Linked DNA regions of Mus musculus: regions 1 and 2 are each linked to region 3. A link is a contact called in public promoter capture Hi-C data. All regions are on one chromosome and are shown on one strand. The core of a region is the stretch at or near the end of the contact, and the rest is flanking DNA. Distances in the headings are between cores, read along the strand shown. Region 1 holds the start of 4930577N17Rik (RIKEN cDNA 4930577N17 gene). Region 2 has its middle 10 kb from the start of Gm40044. Region 3 holds the start of Stoml3 (stomatin (Epb7.2)-like 3).

Region 1 (3,355 bases), core at 606-3,105, 2.2 Mb before region 3:
GTAGATTTGGAAAATGGCATCTAAAGTCTTAGAAACCCCGTGTCAGAGCGGGTGTAGCCCTGAGGTAAAGCATCCTGCCCAGCTTGCTGGAGGCCTGGTCCAGATCCTCAGCCCTACAAGCAAGAATGCCTATAAAAAGGTAGGAACACTGACTTCCAATGTGCACTCCCAGCGCATTATCTACAGGCCACATTCAGTTTTAGTGGTAGTTCTAATAGCTCAGGCAGAGAAAAGAAACCTATCACTTGTGAAGTTAAGTCCTCTTACTCTACAGTGTTTCTCAAGGTTCTCACTGCAGAAACTGTGCAATGGTTCTCTCATAAGTATTCACATGAATTGGAAATAACATCTTTAGGCTTATTAAGCTTCTGTCTAAGTATTTATGAGCACCATATGTGTGTCCATGGTGTTTAGAAGAGGGGTTGTATCCCCTGGAACTGGAGTTACAGGTGGTTGTGAATGTGGGTGCTGAGAACTGAACCCAAGACCTCTGCAAGAGCAACTCTGCAAGAGCAACAAGTGGTCTTAACCGAGGAGCATCTCTCCTGCCCCAAACAGTATCTCTTTAACTATACACACTCGACACTCAAAACACCACTAACCCAACATAAAACTGTACACTAATTCATACTGATCAATGGACTGACTTTAACAAGGACCCAAGTTCCATTATGTTCCTCTCCTTCAGTAAAAGTTCCTATTCAAAAAGGCATTTAAACGCTGCTCAATAAATTGTGATTTCCCTACTTTTGAAATGTGTAAAATATGCCTCAGCCAAAACACACTATTCAGCGTTATTGTTATATAGCACATGCAGTTCTATCAGTCCAGATTTTATTTATATTTAAAGTTCCGTTAAATTTAGAGATAAACATAATTTTTCCTCCAAACCGAACTGCTTTGTCCACCAAACTACCAATTTCAAGATCCCTAAAAACAATAGGTGCAAAAAGACTGTTCTGATCTTTTACAGCACTACCGTTTGGTTACAATTTCTCATCTTCCAATCCGACATCGATGGAGATGTGAAACAGAACCAGAGGAGGGACCGCATGCGCTTATAATTTCGGTAAGCAACAGTGTTCGAGCAGTGCCACATCGACCCGAGGCCCTCGCTGCGCTGTCTGCTAGCAAGTAAAGCTGCTTTTTCTATGTAACTTAAGTCCGTGCCCTTCCGCTGCAGCAGTGGCGCAGCACATCCCCCACCCCCGCGGCCACTTCCGTGTTTACACTCCTCTTCCCTCCAATTCCATGCGTACATTGTCAGCTTCACTCCCGCCCAATCTTCATTGGCCCGGCTCGGGCCCGTGGTCCCGCCCCCAGAAATCAACGTTCTTATTTGGAACAGCTCAGGGCGCAGATTGGAACCTCGGGCCTGTCAATCGCGCGCGTTCTGTCCTCTCCCAGGCGCTTCCGCTATGGTGGGAGGTTTGGGGGAGGGGAAAGGGGGCAATGCCGAGCCGAGACTTCCCCGGGGCCAGGACGCCCTCCCGCCCGCCCCGCTCCCCGCTTTCATCTTACTGTGGACCAAAATAAACGTCCCCCTCCGCTGTCCCGCAGCCCCGGGCCGGCTGCGCGGAATACACCCGGTGTCCTTCCCGTCCACCCTCAGTCACCCGCCCCACGAGGGAAGGAAGGGCAGCAGCCCGGTTCCCCCACGGCCGCCGTTAGCCGCGGCGGGGAGGTGCCGGGTCGGCGGCGTCCCACTCGGCACCGGGAAGTGGCCTCGGGACCGTTACTCGGGCGCCGCTCCGGGAGGGACGAGGCGGGAGGCCGGGCGGGCGCGTTTTGGCGGGTAGCGCCCGGGGGGGCCGCGGCGTCCATGCGGAAGTGGCGGCTATAGGAAGTGAGAGGCGAGGGCGGCGGGCGGCCAGCGCCCCCGGCCGCGGGCAGGGGCGGCCCTCTCGGCCGGACAGCGTGGCAGGCGGCGGGGACAACAGCTCCGCTCACTTCCTGGTTCCCCGGCAACTGGGGCGAAGCGCGCAACTCGCCCGCGCCGACTCCCCAACTTAGCCGCGGCTCCGCGCCCGGCCCCTGCCGCTGCCGCTGCTGCGCCGCCGCCGCCGCCGCTCTCCCCGGAGCGACAGCCCGGATCCGAGGCAGGTTACTCTCCAAGGTGATCACTTCCTGATTTGTCGCCTCCATTACTTCATTCACTCCCCCCTCTCCGCGGCCGCCCGGCTGCCGGAGACGGACACCGGACCCGGGGCGCTGACCGCCCCGGGGGACGCTCCCCGCCCGCCGGGCGCCCCCTCGCCCGCTGCACCGATGCACGGGAGAAAAGTTCCCCTGTGCTTACCGGCCCGGATGAGCAGATCCAGCTGGTTCGTGGGTCCCTCATGCAGAGACGTCGCCATGTTTATCCCGGGGCTGGAACTGCTGCTTCACATTGACTTACACCCTGAGCGGCGGCGACAGGGGAGAAGGCGGAACCCGCGGCCGGAGACACACGCCGTGCGGGCGGCACACACTCACGCACTCGCACACACTCCGACGCCCGGATCCTTGCGCGTCCTCCGACAGGAAGCGGCGGCCGGCCCGCCTCCCGCCGCCGGGCTCAGCAGCCCCACCACCTAACGGCAGGGGCGGCGGCGGCCCCGGCTGGCAACGCGATCCTTCCGCCCCGCGCCCAGACAGGAAGTCAGTCCCGGGCGCCGGCAGCCGGCGGCCGCACGGACACCTGAGGCTGGGGAGCCGCAGGCCGCCCTCGGGGACGCGGGCCTCGCCTCGGCAGGAAGAGGCGCGCTTCACGTTCTGCGGAAGCGAAGTCTGCAAATGTCCCCTCTGGAAAAGAGCCATGAATCAAATTTTTCTTCCTAGAAAAGACCTCATACCTAGTCCCGCAGCTGTACACGGAGGTGGCTTTTTAACTTGGGTTGGCCTTCCCGGCGCTTATGCAACATACAATCAGTTCAGTCGAAAGAACTGCACTTTAAAAAACTTGTACCTAGAAAATATTCTAGAAGCATCACTAAGGAAGTCAGGAGTCTCCAACTACTTCAAAAACTGACTTGGTCCTGTCTTCTCGACAGAAGTCAGAGTACACTAGACAGGTAATTAGTAAACAGAAAAGAGCCGCCCGGCAGCCTCGGGGAGACTGGAGTCGCTGGGTTTGCTGGTCATGAAATTCGTGTGCCCTCTCTTGTATTTGCTTGACTTGGACAAATGAACGTATTCGTTCATAGCTTAAAGATATCTTCAGACAGCTTTTAAAAAACTCGTTTACCTTGAAACTGGCCTTACAAATACACACTGTAACAGGAAAGGAAAATAATGGCCAATTAGTGGCTATAAATTAGTGGAAATACAGGGAATAAGACCTAATTAAATGCCTTGCCTGTTTCAGAATTTCTTA
Region 2 (3,583 bases), core at 629-3,128, 2.3 Mb before region 3:
GCAGTGCTGAGGATGGAACCCAAGACATCACACATGCTCTGTCAGCATCCTGTCAACAGAGCTGTAGCCACAGCCCAGTGTCTGTCTTCTAAGGGTGAAATAAAGGGCTCCTTAGAAACTGCCCTTAGGGCCAGCTAGGTGGGCTCGGCAGAAAAGAGCACTTGCTGCCAAGCCTGAAAACCTGTGCTCAACCCCAGAGGATCCAGCCGTTGGAAGGAGAAAACCAGCTAACCAGGTCCAGCAAGTTATCCTCTGACTGCCATATAAGAACTGTGGCATGCACACAATAAAAGACATTTTTAGCTGCTTATCATGCTGGCATGATGGCTGTCGGCTGCAATCCTAGTACTCTGAAGACAGAGGCTAAGGAATCTCAAGTCCAAGGCCTGCATGGACTACAGAGTGAATTCAAGGCCGGTCTAGACTACTTAGCGAGACAACCTTGGTTAAATAAGACCCTAGTTCCTTCACATGTCTCTTCTTACCCCAGTTGCCATGAGATTAGACGCCCCACCCCGCCATGCCATGTTCCTGCCATTCTATGCTCAAAGCAACAGGGCTCAGGAGAAGAGTGCCTGCCTAGCCAGCGTGAGGCCTTAAGTTTGAGCCTAGTGAGAGACAGTCAGAGAGTTGCTGTGGATGGCCCCGGTGCTGTTTGCATTTTGATGCTAATTCTGCTTCCTCAAGAGAGGCTTCCCCAATCCTCAGGTGGTTTCCTGTGAATCTTCTCCCCATTGTAACTGGTCAAATAAAGACCAGAGCCTGTGGCTGGGCAATGGAAGGGGAAGGTGGAACTGAAGGTTTTAAGAGAGGGAGAAGAGAGGCAGAGGAGGAGGAGAGGGAGGAAGATGGAGCAGGGCCACGTGGCCCAGAGAAGCCACAAGTAACAAGGGCTCTCATGGCTGAGTAATAGAGTTGTGTAGTGGGAAATCTGCCCGATCTAGGGTTTCTCTGTATAGCCCTGGCTGTCCTGGAACTCACTTTGTAGACCAGGCTGGCCTTGAACTCAGAAATCTGCCTGCCTCCCGAGTGCTGGGATTAAAGGCATGCGCCATCACACCCGGCTTTTTTTTTTTTTTTCCATGATGTCTTTTCAACCCTCCTAATTAAATAAAGTTTATCTCGTGTGCCAACCTCTGTCTAAAGTACCTGACTCTAGCTCTCCTGGATTCTCCCAAGGGAAACCATGCTGTAATTGACTTGGTCCGGGTGCCTGACCTAACTGCTCACACTAGCCAGGCATGGTAGGTGGCGGGCGGGGGGGGGGGGGGGGCGATCTCTGAGAGTTTAAAGCCAGCCTGGTCTACATAGTGAGTTCCAAGACATCCAGGGCTACATTGTGAGACTCTGTCTTTTAAAAACATAATAATAATAATAATAATAATAATAATAATAACAACAACAACAACAACAACAAACTACTTACAAGAAAATTTGCTATTTGCAAATAGCAGGTCCCCTTGACACATTTAGAAGACCTGCCCAGTAACACCTGTGGTGAAATGACACCCTTCCTGGACCTCAGGGGTGGGGCTGGGGTCAGGGAGAACAAGAACAAAGACTGCTGGACAATTCAAGGTACTGCCAAGAAGCTATGAGGGCAAAGCAAGCAGGCTTGATCTGTTGGGGTTTTTTGTTGCTGCTGTTAATTGAATGTTTTACTTTGCGATAACTGTAGCCTTACAGACCTTTGTAAGACTATTACAAAGAAAAAGGGAAATACTACAGAGTGATCCCAGGGACCTTTGGCCCAGTTTCCCCCAGTGGTAATTTCTTGCAAAACGATACCACAGAGGAACGGGTAGATGACTCAATGTATAAAGTGCTTGCTTGCTCCACAGACAAGAGGACCTGCTAACCGACTCCTCAGCGCCTCTGCAGAAAGTCAGCAGGATACACCTAAGCCCCAGTGCCAGGGCGGCAGTAACGGCTGACTCCCAGGGCATGCTGGGCTGCCTGTTCAGCCAATGGGCCAGCTTCAGGTTCAGAGAAAGAGCCTGCCTCAAAACAGGAGGTGGAGAGCACAGAGGAATGTGGAGGTTTGTATATGCCTGACACAGGGAGTGGCACTATTAAGAGGTGTGGCCTTGTTGGAGGAAGTGTGTCACTGTGGGGGTGGGCTTTGAGACCTTCCTCCTAGCCACATGGGAGACAGCCTTCTCCTGTCTGCCTTTGACCAAGATGTAGAACTTTTGGCTTCTCCCACATCTGCCTGGACACTGCCATACTCTACCACCTTGATGATAATGGACTGAACCTCTGAACCAGTAAGCCAGCCCCAATTAAATGTTGTCCTTTATAAGACTTGTCTTGGTCATGGTATTTCTTCACAGCAATGCAAACCCTATCTAAGACAAAGAACATACTTCAAGTTGACTTGTAGCCTGTACATATGCATTCAGATGAGAGCCCACCTCATGTATGTATACACACACACACACACACACACACACACACACACACACACACACAGCCTCCTGAAGCAGGCTGGTACAGACCTTGTCCCCACTGATGTGGGGCCACCTGTGGTGCAGCTTTCCTATTTGGCTGGCTTCTTTTGAAGTCAACTGCCCTGAGATTCTGCTACCTGCAGAGAGGCTGAACCTGTCTTCCAGAGACATTCCTGAATAAGCAACAGCCTGGCAACCAAGTGCTAACGGGCTTGGCTGCATGGCGGCATGGCGACAAAGCACCAAGGATGGACTGGTGGGAAAGGGGGGCGCGGATATGGGCCTTCCCCCCTTACAAGCACAGCCTCTTAGTAAACTCTCGGGCCTTGATCAGAGAAAAATTTGTCTTGGCTTCATCATTCTTTTTTCGCAGTCTAGTCTCTTTCAGCCCCAGCCTGCCTTCCAGAAATACCTGGTTCATGTAGGCCGCGGGCCGGCCTCCTACTACACACACACACACACCAAAAAACCAAAATTAAACAATAACTAATACCAAGAAACTAAAGATGGCTCAGCAATTAAGAGCACTGGATGCTCTTGCAGAGGCTGTCAGGTACCTACATGGCAGCTCACAGCTACCAGGGAAACCAATGTCATCATGAAGCCTCCTTGGGTATTAAATACACTTGGGATACACAGATACACATATAGGCCAATCACCCATACACAAAAGTCAAAGATTTGAAGTTACCACCCAAACCAGCCTACTAGTATGGGCTACATGAGACCCTGTGGGGGAAAAACTGGTAAGGGTGGGGCAAGCATGGTAGTGAGGCTACCGCAAACTTCACGTTGGGACTTTGCGCCAACAAAAGTAAAGACAGAGAGGAAGAAGTGAATATGAGATAGGACACAGTGACAGGGAGACATAGGACACTGGCATTTGAGCCAGTCTTGCTATGTAGACCTGGCCTGAGGTTCATACTAAAGGCTGAGTGGTGGAATTGCAAGAGCCACCACACCCAGCTTTCTTCTTTTATAATGTTTCCTGTTACCTAATTCTATGTCAGCTTCAGCTACAGAGCAAATCTGAGGCCAACTGGGTCACTTGTGACTATTAAAACAAACAAACAATCAAACAAACAAACATAACCATTGTTGTCATTGTAACAAAACCCCTAACAGAAGCAGTT
Region 3 (3,177 bases), core at 243-2,742:
CTGTGGCACTTGGGTCTAGGAATCGGGGACAAAGGGGTATCCTGGGCCATGTCCTTCCTTAGCTTCCCATCACTTTGATAAACACCATGACTGTAAGCAACTCGGCAGGAAAGGGTTAATTTCAGCATACAGCTCACAGGTCACAGGAAGTCAGGGCAGAACTGAGGGTAGGAACTGAGATAAGGTGCGCAGAGGAGCACTGCTTTCTGGCTTGCTTTCAGAGGCTTGCTCAGCCTTCTCTCAAATACAACCAGGCCCGCCTGCCTGCCCTGGAGTAGCACCCACCACAGTGGGCTAGACCCCCGCCCTCTGCCCTCCACAGGGCAATGTGACAGGCATTTTTCTCTTTCTGGTGTTCCCTGTTCCCAGATGACCCTAGCTGTGTCTGATAGGCAAAAATAAATAAACAAGTAAATAGATAAATAAATACGGACTGAGCAGCACAGCCAGGAAGCTGAAGCTCTGCGTCTCACAAAGAGCCTGTCTGTCATCATCCCGTTACTTACTTATTCACTGGACAGACACCAGGTAGCCATCAACTCTGGCCTGTGGTGCTCCAGAGCCTCCTGGTGTGGTAGAGTATAGTCCACCACCCAGCATGCCGTTTCTTTAAAGGAGCATATGATATTGAAAGTTCTACAGTTCATGTAAGCTCTGTCCCAGCCACTCACAGCCACTGTAGTGGGATGGTACAAAAGTTTGGAAAGATGATACAGGAAGGAATGGGCATGGCTGTGCACAGCAGCCGTTTAGTTAAAGCAAAGAGACAGGAGGCTAAACCTGGCTGGTCTAGGAGAAAAGGCAGACAAGAGTCTAGCATTGTGTTTACACTTATCTGTGCAAAGGTCCTGAGGTGAGAGGTTGCACAAAGCTTTGAAGGTAGAAATCAGTGCCTCGTGCCTGAAATCTTAACACTGAGGGCAGGAGTCCAGGAGGTACTGAGGCAGGAGCATTCCTGGGAGTCTAAAGCCAGCTTTAGAATGAGATGCTGTCTGAAGACAAGCAACTAAAAGCTTAGAGGAATTGATACATGGTGGGAGGGGAGGGTCAGATAAGGGAAGGACTGACCCCCGTACTTTCAAACTTTGCGTGGGACACCTATGACATTAGTCTCGACTGTCAATTAGTAGTTGAGTTACCTTAGGGTATGACAAGATTAGAATGGCATTTGAAAGTTTTCTTACTGCGACGTGTTGGATGCATTAGGTTGCATTATTGTAGTATAACACCTGAGGACATATATATCAGATAATGAGTTACACAGGGGGGTAGCAGTGTTGTTTAGAAAGTAACTGATACAGGAACCATATAGCATATAGGAAGCAGCCCCTGGCAGAAGGCTCTCTTCTTTTGCCTTTTTCCCTTTGAACAAAGACAGTGTGATGTCAGGGAAGGTGCTTTGTTTACGTTTCTAGGCTTCTTGCACCAGGGTTACTACTCCTCAGGGTGTACGCCAAGGAGAGGGAACCTCTCTTGCTTTGCCTTCCTCTCCACACACCACTGAGCTGATGCCTGCTGCCAGGCTCGAATCCCGACCCAGGAGCACCTGCAAGATTTGAAAGGCACCTCAAGAATGAGATGGATTCACCGGAGAAACTGGAGAAGAACAATTTAGTGGGTAGGTTCCTTCCTCCTCTCTGAATGCTACCTAGCCACACATTAATCAGAGAAGGACTGGTGCACTAGAGAGCTGGGACATCATCACTGTGTACCCAGTGAAACAAACGCACTTGAACTGGGTATGCCTGTAATACAGTACTCTGAAGGCTGAGTCTGGAGAATTGCTATGAGTACAAGGCTGGCCTGGGCTATGTCACAAGACCCTGTCACAGAGAGAGAGGTTGAGAGAGGGAGAAGGGAGGCTTCAATTCTATTGTTTCACATTCGATATTTCCACTGGTTATATTTGATTTTTGAATGGCGGTCTGTAACTTGTCCCCAGAATTCCAGTTGTGACCAAAGAGGCATGTGTTTATCTTTGCACTTCTGGCCTCACCTTACATAGCCCAGATATGATGGAGGCTGACTTCCCTCCTCTTCAAGTGCGACACTATGATTTAGAGAAAAGTCTGCTTAAGCTACATAATTTCAGATAAATGGAGAGAAGTTGAAAAAAGTAAGACTTAGTCCGTAAGTACCAAGTACTATGCTTAGTTTTAATGACTCAGATGAGTTGGAAATTATACGGTTTTTGTTACCATCTCAGACCTGATAATTATGAGGGAAGTCCCCGCTATCAGTTTACAAGGGTAAAAGCTGGGTCTTGGGGAGCTTAGGGACTTGGGGCCGTGGGTGTGTTTGCTGAGTGTGTTCGTGCATGGGATTTAATCTGTGCTCTGTAACCTTCTGTTGCCAAAACCCTATTTCAAGTTGGAAGCTGAGAAAGAACCTGGTATTGCTAATTCAGAAAAGAAAATAGAAGTTTACCCAAATTGGGAAACAGTCTTTTCTCCGCAAGTAGGCATGTCAGTACTGAGAGGCTGCAAGCATTAGGCATCATTTGAAAACTCCTTGTAGCTCAGGCTACCACTGAGCTTCCTGCCTCCGCCTCCTAAGTGCCGGGATTGCAGGCACGCAAGCACTATGCTCTTCGCTTTCTTTTAGTATTTTTTTAAGAGTCAAGTTCACAGCATTGTTAATGAAAAATTCAACTCTCATCTCAAAAGGAGTAAGAGATGGTTTATTGCTAGGTCTGGCATGGCCTTGGTAGGGACAGAATGACACGGTTCCTGCCACTGGGACAGGGTCAGCAGACATGGGACTCCACCAGTGTCCATGGTGGCTGTGGGCATAAGGCTTTTTTTAAATAATAATTACATATTTTTACATTCCTCCTTCAAGGAACATCCTCCCTCTTATCACTGACTCCGTGGAAGTCAGAGGCAGCCTGAGGCAGGAGGCAAAGGTGTGGCTAATGTCTAAGCAAAATGGTAAACGCTGGGACCTTCAGGACAGCCCTTAAGGCTGCATAAAAGAACTCTAAAAAATGGGTTCAAAGATATATAATTTCTCAAAAAATAAGGATGCAATATGAATTATATGAGGGGCTTCATGAATCTAAAGGAACAAAAGCAGCCGCACCGTGAGCCAGCTTGTCAGAAAGATGCTAAGGAAGGAGACACAGAGATTTAGGGAGCAGTGATCACAGGAGACCCCACCCTGCTAAGGTTTTTTCTT

What was found. Promoter capture Hi-C pulls out the DNA fragments that hold promoters and counts their contacts.
Region 1: a promoter capture Hi-C map of liver shows a contact between it and region 3, with 2.7 times the contacts expected there. The contact joins the promoter of 4930577N17Rik here to the promoter of Stoml3 in region 3. A contact is called at or near these places in 3 of 39 promoter capture datasets (liver and pre-B cells).
Region 2: a contact with region 3 is called in a promoter capture Hi-C map of liver, with 3 times the contacts expected there. The contact joins the enhancer-like site here to the promoter of Stoml3 in region 3. A contact is called at or near these places in 4 of 39 promoter capture datasets (the C10 cell line, liver and pre-B cells).

The regions. Positions count from the first base shown.
Region 1 is chr3:51,274,906-51,278,260 of GRCm38.p6, forward strand. 4930577N17Rik (RIKEN cDNA 4930577N17 gene) reads left to right here and starts at 1,856. Exons shown (of 1, transcript NR_073429.1): 1 at 1,856-3,355. The region is part of intron 4 of Elf2 (E74-like factor 2); the gene reads right to left.
Region 2 is chr3:51,208,168-51,211,750 of GRCm38.p6, forward strand. No RefSeq gene overlaps it. Among named protein-coding and RNA genes, the nearest start is that of Gm40044, 10 kb to the right of the region's middle. Within about 2 kb of position 1,879, at least 92 of the 459 cell types and tissues checked have an H3K27ac peak or open chromatin away from gene starts, as enhancers often do. A contact at or near this core is called in liver, where this site is marked.
Region 3 is chr3:53,487,215-53,490,391 of GRCm38.p6, forward strand. It overlaps Stoml3 (stomatin (Epb7.2)-like 3), which reads left to right and starts at 1,493. Exons shown (of 7, transcript NM_153156.2): 1 at 1,493-1,618. The coding sequence starts at 1,579.